Linked DNA regions of Sus scrofa: region 1 is linked to region 2. Evidence: chromatin contacts called from public HiChIP or PLAC-seq data. All regions are on one chromosome and are shown on one strand. Each heading gives the region's core, a stretch centred on a gene start, on an enhancer-like site or on the middle of the called end of the contact. The rest is flanking DNA. Distances are from core to core; before and after follow the strand shown.

Region 1 (5,890 bases), core at 355-2,854, 150 kb before region 2:
GCCATTTCTTGGGCCGCTCCCGCGGCATATGGAGGTTCCCAGACTAGGGGTCGAATCAGAGCTGTAGCCACCGGCCTACACCAGAGCCACAGCAACGCGGGACCCGAGCCGCGTCTGCGACCTACACCACAGTTCACGGCAACACCGGATCGTTAACCCACTGAGCAAGGGCAGGGATCGAACCCGCAACCTCATGGTTCTTAGTCAGATTCGTTAACCACTGCGCCACGATGGGAACTCCTAGAAGTTTCTTTAAGCCTGAGATCAGTCAAGATTCAGGACCTTGAAGAATGTTCAAAGCTAGAACGCTAAAATTGTGCCTGGATGTAAAATCTTTCTTTTTAACCAATGGCAAATGTTTCAATTAAGGAAATTTATAGTTTATTTGAAATAGTTGAAATTATAATAGCTTGGCTTGCTTTACCTAAATTATTGTTCCATAATATCAAAAATTTTACATAAAAGCAGCTCTCATCTTCATATTCTTCGATTTTTCTGGCCCACTTTCTCTGTGAGTTTTCAGTTCAACGAAACAGAAACATTTCAGTTGCAGCATTGAGGAAGAATTCGATTCATGGATTATTGTTTATGAAAAAGAAATGTTACATGGATGACAGTGGTTTAAAAATATGATGACTTATCTTGGTTGTAGTCAAACTTCCCTGAACACTGAAAACTGAAAACCATGGAAAGACACTGCCCTGCTAGGTACTTGCTTAGCATAAATCATGAATGCATAACTTTTCTGAAGAGATTTTCTTCAAGATGCTTTTCCCATTCAGTTCCTTTATCCTAATTAGAGGCCTTAAACTTCTGATGGGCAGCTGCTTTCTTACCTGTTTCAGAACTATAGCACCGATAAAATAGCATAATGTAGGTTTTGGTTTTTGGAGAAAGAATTTGAAGGATGCAGGGCTTTATTTAAAAAATCTTACTGCAGCTATCTATCAGAGGTCTCCTAGTTTCTTTTCTTGCAGGCATTTCAGAGGTGCTTAAATTCATCAGATGCTGGTGATTGAGGAATGTAATGATGGACTAGATAGGGAAGAGACTTGGGCAGCGTGCCGGAGTCGCTGGGCCTGAGAAATGCCCCTGGTTTGGCGAGGCGGGATGGTGTGAAAAGGTCACGGGCCCTACTGAGGTGGCTTCAAGGAGCAGACACTTGTTTTGCAGCGGTGGGAGCAGGTATATGGGTGGTCTGGCTCGCTCGGGCCCCTCTCTCTGGCGGAACACGTGCGAAACCATCAGCATGTCTGTGGGTCTCGTGTGGCGTGAGTGGCGAGGCTGTGCATTAAAGACCAGAACCATTACCCAAAGGGTGGGAACACCCCAGCGGCCAGTGGCCCGTGGCCAGGTGCTGTAGGAGGACACCGCAGGCAGGCCTGGCCAATCCGAGGCGATCTTTTGCTGGCAGTTGCTCCTTTGGCCACCGCTGCAGTAAACACTTTCCCTTGGATGTTGGTTTTCTGTTGTGTCTGGCAGCCACACAGGGCTGCTTGAACTTTCGCCAGAGGCAAATATTTATACATCAGAGTGTGCAGTGTTCAACTGGTCAGGCCTGAGCGGGAGAGCGAGGGACCTCCGTGCCTCTTCGCCAGGGAGGATGTGTCCTGCCCCCGCCCTCCCCTGCCCCCCGGCGGCTCGGCCAAGTGGGACCATCCTGGAGGTCCCTGGAGCCCGGGCTGCCCGTGCGTCCTTCCCAAACGCTTCCAGGCGCAACCTGGGGATGTGCTTTCTGAAGGGAGGGCGTCCTGACATTCCTGCCTGCGCCTCTAATTCCCCTTGGAAAGTTTACAGTTAATATTTTCCCTGGAACATTGTCAAGCTTTTGACAGAGCCTGAGTGTATGCCGAACTGTGAAATCGAGCCGGGAGAAGCAAGTTGTGAGAAATCTGTTTCTACTCAAATCCGTAAGGTTTTGTGAACAACAAAAACAAAAACAGAAAACTTCAGGGGGGAACGTGGGGAGTGGGGCCGGCCGGCCTCTCGTGGTGCGGACTCGGCCGCCATTTTAAGAAGCCGGCGCTGGGCGACGTCGGGCTCCTTACATGGCGGCTGTATTTACTCGGCCGCAGCCAATCACGCCGGCCGAGCCCGGCACGTGACGCGCCACGAGGGCACGCTCAGCCATTTCCTCGCTGCTGAAAAACTTGCTACCTCCACAGAGCACTTTACCTTGTTTTGCATGCCAAATGTTCCTGCAGAATGTGTCTAGCAGACTGGCATTTGTCCATAAAGTTATTTTAGTAGGTAAAAAGTCTCTGAGCACTTGAGCTTTGTGCATTCTTTATGTAAAATGGATTTCCCTTCTTGGCCAGAGGCCAAGGGTACAGCACACTCGCTGGGTGAGAAGAGAGCTTCTCTGCTGAGAAACTGGTGGACCGACACACTCTAATTTTTTGGCTTCTGACCAAACAAGCTCGATGGATGCCAAAATTCAACAAAATAACACATTATTGTGTGATAGGAGCCGTGCTCGAAGAGAGCAGGAACTCAGAGGAACTTCATGCTGCCCCCGCCCCCCCTTCAGAGCATTGTCACGTTGGGGAGCTTTCTTTGGGAAACGAGAGGAAAATGGCAAAATACAACCTAGAGAGTAAGGTATAATTTGCACATAAACACGAAGGAAGGAGCTGAAAGAAAACAGAGGAGTTTAAAATTGCTTTTATGAACTTGTCCCAGACATAACACAGAGGTCTGTGACTTGACTTGACTTGCATTCTTTTAACCCTGTAGGCTCCATTTATATGTCTCAGCCGAATGGTGGGCTACTTAATATTCAAATGAGAATTAACCTGAGATTTAAGCACTTTAGAAAGACGTCAATCGAAGGATAGCTGCATATTTCAAATATGGAGTCTTGGCAGGCTTATTAGGAACAGCAGACAAGTTGGTACCTCGGCATGTCTTCTATGCTTTTGCCCCCTGATGTCCGACGTTGAGTGACGTCAGCTTTGAATTACCTGTGTGGTGTTAGCAAGTCAGGTAAGCTCTCTGTAGGATGGAGACTGTTAAGGAAGATGGTTAAGATCCTTCTGAGCTCTAAGGACCTGAAGCTGAATTTGAGTAAACAACAGGCGTGGCGATACAACTCACCTTCAGTTTTTGTATGAAAATTTATCAATCCAAAGAGGGAAAAGGGAGTATCTCTAGTTTAAGCCACCGTCATCCTCCCTCAGACCTCTTCTGGAATCCTGAGTGTTCCAGCTTCTTCCATTCTTGCTCCTTCACACACCAGCCAGAATGGTCTTTAAAGAATTAAATTAGGTTTGTTTGTTTATTTATTTATTATCCCTTGTTTAACAACCTCTCATGAGTTCCCATGGATTTAGAATAAAATCCATCCTTGTTGCCATGGCCTACAGACACAGCATGGTCCCCTCGCCTACCTCCTTTTATACCGTCGACTCCTTGGATGCCTCACTGGCCTCCTTTTGATTTTTGGAAACTACCAACCTTTTTGCTCCTCTTTGCTTAGAATGCATTTTTTCTCCAGCTCTTCTGGTGGGTGGCTTGTTCTCACCTTTCAGCTCTCAATTCAAATGCTATCTCAGTAGAGGAGCATTGTATCTAAAATCAGCCTTCATACTGATATTTTTCATATAGCACTTTTAGCAGTCCAGAATGGTCTTGATTTATTTGATTATTCATTTTAGACCTGTTTTCAGTCCCACAATGATAGGAGTCATATTTATCATTACTTATATGCAGAAAACTTTTATTATAACATGCCTCATTAAATTAATGCTTTCAGCTCTCTATGGATAGTCCGTGTGGGACACATTGGTTCAGAGAGGACAAAGCTGTGGACCCTCAGTGGGTCTACTCTACACCTGTCTCCTCATCTAGGAAGAAGAGTTTAAAACAGTTCCCTAGGAGTTCCCATCGTGGCTCAGCCGTTAGGAACCCGACTAGTATCCTTATGGCCTAGCTCAGTGATCCAGTGTTGCACTGAGGTGTGGTGTGGATTGCAGATGTGGCTGGGATCCCACATCGCTGTGGCTGTGATGTAGGCTGGCAGCTGTAGCTCCTATTCGACCCCTAGCCTGGGAACTTCCATATGCTGTGGGTGGCACCCTAAAAAGACAAAAAAAAAACCAACAAAAAACAAACCCCAAACCAAAATTAGTTCTTTCATTATAGGATTATTGTAAAGATTAAATGCGATTAAATGTAAAACTCATCACAAAAATATTAACTATTGCTGCTATTGTTAACTATTGCTGCTGTGGTCAATAACATGCTAGTAGTCAGTTAATACTGTTGTGACAGGCTCAGTACTGACAGCGGGAGTGCACTTGTGCTAAGAAACAGCCCTCTCCATTCAGTTGTTCAGTCCGTGGAGGAGACATCTGTGTCAGTTACCTGCTGCAGGTGAATTGCCTACAGTACATTGTGCCAGGAGCTGTAAGGAGATGTGAACCGAGCATTAACCAGCACAGAAAGGGGAGCATCTACCTCCCAGCAGACAGCAAGGGGGCCTTGAGGGCAGTAGTATTGAGCCAGATTAAATTGCCTCTCAGGTAAATATGTTCCTTAGACAGGATGATAAAATGATGGTGGTTAATGCCTATGTAATTTTTTTACTTTAATGCCTATGTAATTTTTTTTACTAACACACAAGACTCTAAGCTCTTTACATATATATCTCATTTAATCCTCTCCGCAGCCCTGTGAAGCAGCACGATTGTTCCCATTTTAAGGAAGAGGAAAGGAAGCCACAGAGCGGTGACGTGGCTCCCCCAAGGTGGCACAGCTCCCCGCTCTTGCTTTTGGAACATAAGGGCCGCCCCTGCGTGGTCCCTTTGGCAACCTGTGGTGCTCCCCTTTTGCCTTCCTAATGTATGGAAGCCCCGAAAGGATTCTGTGAAGAGCCAGCTTCACCCAGTTAGCCCTTTAGCCCTTGTTGCCTTTTTGGTAAAAATGTCGCCTGTGAGCGTAGCCATCTACCTTATAGGGTGATTATGAGAGTTAAATGAGATAATTCAGGTAAAGGGTTTAGCATATTGCTTAGCATATGGTAAGCGCTGAACACATGTTCGCCGTAACTACCGTGGTCGTCTGTTTGGCCATATTGACGTTTGCTCTGTGATGCCCGGGCCGGCCCGAGCCCCGCTTCCCCTGCAGCCTCCGCGGTGGGGCACCCACCTCCTAAGAGAGCAGGTTCCCGGCAGCTGAAATGGCACGCTCCCCAGGTTGCTAGCGTCGTCCCTCAGCTGCCTTTCCAACTGCCAGAACTGCCTTGCTAATTTAAAAATGACTCTTCCCGTCTTGCATTTCAGCTCACAAATCGATGCATCTGTGAGGCAGTTTGTTTTCCCGGGGAAGTGTAAGGAGCGTGGCGGTGCCGCGGAGCCGAGACGCGCTCCGTTGAGACTCAATATTGCCACCGACTCCCCCGAAAGATCTGTTCCTTCCCCTCGCGTGCTCGGTGCCCCAGACCGCCCTCCTTCCAGGACTCCGGATAGACGTCAGTCCAGGTCTGAAGTCTTGGAGGCTGGGCCCGTATAGGAACAAGAAACCGAGGCAGCAATCAGTGCTCCCTGCAAAGCCCTGCATGCTGTGCCCGTTGAAAACCAAGGCAAGGCTGGTCGTAGCCCAGTTTTCCTTTTCCTCCTGTGGGAGTGGGTCTCTGTGCCGGGACAGGGCAGTCCTGCAAGGAGGAGGCCCGCCAACCTCTTAAATCCGCTGTCCTGGTGGGTGGAGGTGGGCTCTGGGTTCCGGAGGCGCCTAATCCTGCATGGCCTGTTTAACCAGGGCAGAGTGGGCTTATCCTGGAAGTTTTCTTCCTTGACCATCTTTAGATTTCAGAGAAGGAGGAACATGGTCCCCAAAAGCACCCAGAGTTACAACATATAAATAGCTCTGCTGAGTTGAACAAAAGCGCCTA
Region 2 (5,550 bases), core at 2,437-4,936:
GTGAGGGAATTTCCATATGCCCTGAGAGTGGCCAAAAATAACAATAACAATAATAATTTTCATCACATTTCAGACAACTTTACAAGTCCTTGAAAAAAGCATAAGCCTTGGGCATTGTGCCTGTAGTGATTAATGGATTAAAATAAAAGTTTCTAGCTAACATTAAAATAAAGCATACACTGACAATGTTCTAGGTCCCAATATCAAGGAAAAAAGATACCAAATATTAATCTGATCTTTTTATTCCCTTTCTACTTCAAAATACCACTTGTTGATAAATTTGCATTGTTGTGCATTGGTTTCAAGTGCATCAAATACTTTGTTGAATGAGGTGGAGTAAAAATAAACATTTTTTATTTCAGGTTCATACCCTCCACTCACTGCATTACACTCTTGCAAGCCTGATCGAGTAAGCAAGTCAATCTCATGACAAGATATCAGGTCAAGCAAACTGAGCCATCCTGATCACACAGGCTCAGGTTCTGTCTGTTCTTATGTCTTAAGAATCCAGAAAGGAAGATGCAAGGTTGGGGCAGGAGATCTGGAAGTAGAGGGAGAGAGAGTCTATCTACCAGGCACTGTACTAGGTGTTTGTGTATATTATGTAACATTAATCCTTGCAATAAACTTGCCAGATAAGAAATTGCTCTCATTTTTCCAAATGTGCTAAATTGAGGGTCAGGTCATTTACCTGAAGTCAAACCAGCAGGGAAGAATTTAAGCTAAGTCTGTGTAATGCTCATCTGTACTCTTAGACTGGCCCAAGGGAACTTAAAGAAATCTACAACTCAAGACTAGATGGAAAACAGCAGGAAGGCAGCTCTGAGTGTTAGAATTCTAGAGTCAGGGACCCTGGGCTAATGCTAGAAGTTCTGGGATAGGGGAGTTGCAGCTCTAGAGAATGAGGCATTATGAGCAGCAGGCTATGACTTGGAACCAAGATGCTGTTGCCATATTATGGCGTGTACACAGAGTACCAACCAGTGAGCTAGAGATGAGAGTACCTGGTTAACTGGGAGGATATGTGCTGTGCCAAGCAGAGCTGATTAGCCAGCCCTTTGCCATGGACAAATACAGACGCATTTGTATGTGTATTTTTCACCTTTAAGATTTTTTAAAAAGTAGTCATGGAGTTCCCGTCATGGCTCAGCTGTAACAAGCCCAACTAGTATCCATGAAGATGCAGGTTCGATCCCTGGCCTCGCTCAGCGGGTTAAAGGATCCATCGTTGCTGTGAGCTGTGGTGTAGGTCGCAGAAGAGGCTGGGATCTAGCGTTGCTGTGCCCACGGCATAGACTGGTGGCTACAGCTCCAGTTCGACCCCTAGCCTGAGAACTTCCATATGCCCTAAAAAGACAAAAAAATTTTAAAAGTGATCGTCATCCCATGTATTCCCCGTAATTTTAATAATAGTAGTAATTGGGAGTGTATAGATGAGTCTGCCTGTCCTAATGGCATTATTGGGACATAGGTTCATTCATAAAGCCCTTCCTGGGATCTGATCATAGCCTTAAAGAGTGAAAAGAAGATTGATGCACAAGACCTTTTTGATTCTTCCCTGGCTGCTGTAATGCCTACATTTAGTCTTTGTCACCATCAGTGTCCTGAGGTCTGGGAGTTTGTATGCGACGGCCCACACTGCTCAGAACATCCCCAGAAGCATACCCCACCTCCACTCTCTCTGTGTCCCTTTAAGGTCTTAAAGCCCAAGGCCTAGCAGTTCCCAACTTGACTAGGCTTCTGTTCAGTCCACCATAGCATGGTTGCCAAGGGATTTCTCCACCTGCCTTCAAGATTGCCTGGGGGTGGGGCCAGACCACATACTGAATCTGCAGCGGGCCCTGGTCTGTTTCCTGGCCCGTTTAGAGAGCTGTGTTGCTGATGCCTGGCATCGTGAGCGTCCTTCGGCTCTTGAATGCTTTTCGATTCTGCACACTGCTGTGTAATCGCTCTAGGACGCACTCACACATGGCCTCGTGCTGACTGAAACTGTTTGGCAAGAGTGGGACTGGGCTGTGTCAGCTAAACCATGGCTTCAGGCCAAACTGCCATCCAGAGCCCCCTCCCTCCTGCAGATCTTTAATCCAGGGTTGTTGGGGTCTGTGTCTCAAGATCGCCTTGGCCACCCAGGGCAGGATCCCCCAGCTCGTGTTTCCTCACCCTCACATCTTTCTGAAAGACGTAAGCTCAGGCCACATGATGGAGTCAAAATCCTTAACCTCCTTTGCAGTGCTGCTCCCTTCCCCACAGCAGAAGAGCTAAGCATCCATTTCAGAGGTGTAGTGGACACTTTTTCCAGATAAGTGAGCTGGGTGCCTTCTGCAGCCTTGGGATAGAAATAAGCTAAGTGGCCTCTCAGTTGATTAAGTGCGTGATGTGAGCCCTGGTAGGAGCATGATGCAACATTAATATGAAAAATGACCGTAGCCAGCGTTTATCAAGCTTTACCAAGTACCAGGCATTGTGCTAGGCACCTTGTAAACATGACCTCGCTCAGTCTTCTGGACTGCTGTCATTGTCCCTTTTTATAGATAAAGGACATGGTGATGCACAAAGTTGAGAAATTTGCGCTTTTCACTTTGCAATACTCAGCTAGCTCACTGCAGAGGGTTTTGTCATGACCTCTCCTATAACTAAGTGCATTATAGAACTAAGTCCAAAGTTTCTGCCTTTTTATTAAATTAGCATTTCTTGTTAGAGTTGATAAACCTTCTGATTATTAATTTGTGTAGTAAAAAAAGTAAAATGATTTTCAGATAAACCAAAACAAGCAAAATACTTAATTACAACAGTTTTTCCTGAATTTGTTTTCAGGTTTGATTTTTTTTTTAATGAATAGGCTTTTTTTTTTTTTTTTTAAGGGAAGTTTAGGTTTATAGTTAGAGGTTAACAGAAAGTACAGAATTTCAATATAGCCACTGCTCCTCAGTTTCCCCTATTACTAACATGTTTTGTTAGTGTGGTATGTTTATTACAATGGATGAGCTGATATTGATACATTATTATTACCTAAAGTCTGTAGTTTTCGTTAGGGGTCATTCTTTGTGCTGTATAATCTCTGGGTTTTGAAGAATGGATCTAATGATTGCAGTACCATGCGGAATAGTCTCATTTCCTTAAAAACCACCTGTCTTCCCGCTAGCCATCTTCCCACCCTCCCAACCCATGATCTTTCTCTAATTTAGCCTCTTACCGGGATGTTTCTAAGGGTCTCAATGTCATAGAGTTTCTTCCACTTCGTCACAGATTTCTCCTTAACTTCCTCTTAACCTATGCCAGTTCCACCCACTTCCCCCCAGTCACACCGACCTGACCACATACACGGCCCGGAAATTTCACACTAAAGGTGGCCTTAGCTTGAAAATCCTCCCTCTTTCTGGATCTTTCCAATTCAGTTTTTAAATTTGCGAATGTAAATATTGACTTTCCCCAGGTTTCCAGTTAGTTTCTGTTTTTAGTTTTCCTCCTTTTAACTTTAATAGAGGAGGGAGATGCTATTTCGGTATTTCCTCATGAGGATTTACTGAAATAACTATGTGCTAAGTTTGTTGTTTATAATCGTGTTACTAAAGGGTGGCAGTGGCAGAGAAACTCAAGAGAAAGCTGCCGGCTTAGCCTCACACGTTGAGACGTGAGGGTCAAGCGACAAGGTGGCCTGACATTAAATGATCCTGCTCGGATGCGCGGGGGCTGTGGGAAATCAGGGGCTCCTGCTGCCGGCTCCCACCACTTGTTCCCCTCTCACCCTTGCCTCCTGCCTAGCCACCTTTTAATTTTTTGCATCATCCAGAGTCGATGAAAGGCAAGAAAGGAGAGTTCTGTTTCACTTAGCAGCAAAGAGAATACTGTACAGCATAAAAGCAAACATATTCATTCTCCTCCTACCTTTTCCCGCATGTGCTAGGACCATCTGAAAATAGTTCTGGTTATTTATCACTTTGTGCCGGGGGAGGCAGGGCGAAATGCAGACCACGAGACACCGCGCCAGAGAGAAAGAGAGACGTCTCTGCTCTGGGGGAGGGGGTTTACAAGTGCTAACAATGAAGTTCAGAATCGCTAAAGTTGTTTTAGCATAATACTCTGGGGAAAGAGACAGGAACCATCTGTTGAAATGGCTCTTACATGATGCTGCATTTTCAAACAAAGCCTTCTAGAAGCATTTTCAGATGGGTCTCTTTCCTATGAAGTTGCTGCAAAGAGAGCCCACTCTACTGGCTGCTACATGACGCCGCTTAGCTAGCTCTCTGTCAGCCCCCACGCTTGTTTATTTTGTACCAGTGTTTTCCTCGGAGTGTGTGCTTTGAGGCTGTCAAATATCCTTCCTGGGAGAAACCCAGAAAATCCTTCTGAAAAAAATCCAGTACTTCTGCCCATTTCCTTCTAAAGTGCTGACTCTTTGACTTGAAGTTGGTGGAGTGACTCCGAAACCTTAAATACTTCACTGGGAAAGAGGAAAACCGCAAATACACACAGGCCATTGTGACTCTGGCCTGGCGGGTTCTAATTTTCTGGCAGTGGTTTGTACCCCCAAGTCGGCTGCAAGGGTTAAGTAAACTTCGTGGCTGGGGATGACTTCATGGCCCTGGAATTTTGAAAAGCCAGGGTTCTCAGTACGCTGTGGCCAGCCTTAGAGTCTTTGGGTGTGAAAAGCACTCTCAGTTACCCAGACTGATTTTGGGTTCCTGTTGCAGTGCTGCAGAATCTATTAAAATCCAGCAGCTGAATTGTCCTGGCTCTGCCACAAAGCTAAGCTGCTGGGTGGCTACAGGATTCCCGAGCTGTTTGTCAATGGAGAGTGGGAGTGAATGGAGCCAGGCGTATGCCTCAGCCTGGCATGAGGTGGCACCCTAGTGGCTGTTTTCTGCCTTAGAAACGTGCGCTCTGTGTTCTCACACGGGAATCCCAAGATCTCAATCGTAGTTCATTTTTAAAGTTTTCTTTTAAGGCTCTAGGTCCTTTGCGTGTCTTTGGGGACACATTTCCACACCCTAGGGTTTTCTGGCCACCAGTTTAGCAGGGGCTGTTGGCAATATTCTAACCTGCCTGGATGGAGCTTCTACAACAGTTAACTCGGCTCCAAGGTACAATAAGGAAATGAAGCCCTTTGACAGAACAAGCCCAAACTTGAAAATTACAAAATGTTCTTGCAAAGACGGACTCAAAGGAAATTGGTGTAGGATAAGAGATTCTGGATGTCCCAGTCCTTTGGGATGCCATTTAAAGATGTGCAGGATTTTAGGTCTTTGCTAAAGTAGAGCAGATTTGAAACTTTCTTTTCTAAACAAGTGGCCCATTGGTTCACCTCTGATCATGGCCTGGAAATTATTTTTTAAACTAAGGCTGTATTCTTATGCAACCTCTTCTTTCTAAAAGAAACCACTTGGGCTTGAGCATTAAAGGAAGAAACAAAAAGATTATAATAAAAAATAGACTGCAGCCCTAGCATGAACAGTGGCTGTGACCTTGCCTTTTGTTTGCCATTACACAATTCAATGGCAGTCCACTCCAACTATGCTCTCGATCAATATCCTATTAAAGCAGCACAAAAAG

Evidence for each region. HiChIP or PLAC-seq counts read pairs in DNA pulled down with a chosen protein or histone mark.
Region 1: an H3K27ac HiChIP or PLAC-seq map of skeletal muscle shows a contact between it and region 2. The contact joins two enhancer-like sites. A contact is called at or near these places in 7 of 47 Hi-C or Micro-C datasets (fetal heart ventricle, liver, psoas muscle and 2 more) and 2 of 2 datasets of contacts at active chromatin or transcription factors (alveolar macrophages and skeletal muscle).

What each region holds. Positions count from the first base shown.
Region 1 is chr6:151,115,190-151,121,079 of Sscrofa11.1, reverse strand. All of the region lies in intron 2 of NFIA (nuclear factor 1 A-type), which reads left to right. Among named protein-coding and RNA genes, the nearest start is that of NFIA, 110 kb to the left of the region's middle. Within about 2 kb of position 1,604, at least 56 of the 83 cell types and tissues checked have an H3K27ac peak or open chromatin away from gene starts, as enhancers often do. A contact at or near this core is called in liver, retroperitoneal adipose tissue and skeletal muscle, where this site is marked.
Region 2 is chr6:150,963,192-150,968,741 of Sscrofa11.1, reverse strand. The region is part of intron 4 of NFIA (nuclear factor 1 A-type); the gene reads left to right. Among named protein-coding and RNA genes, the nearest start is that of NFIA, 260 kb to the left of the region's middle. Within about 2 kb of position 3,686, at least 45 of the 83 cell types and tissues checked have an H3K27ac peak or open chromatin away from gene starts, as enhancers often do. A contact at or near this core is called in liver, retroperitoneal adipose tissue and skeletal muscle, where this site is marked.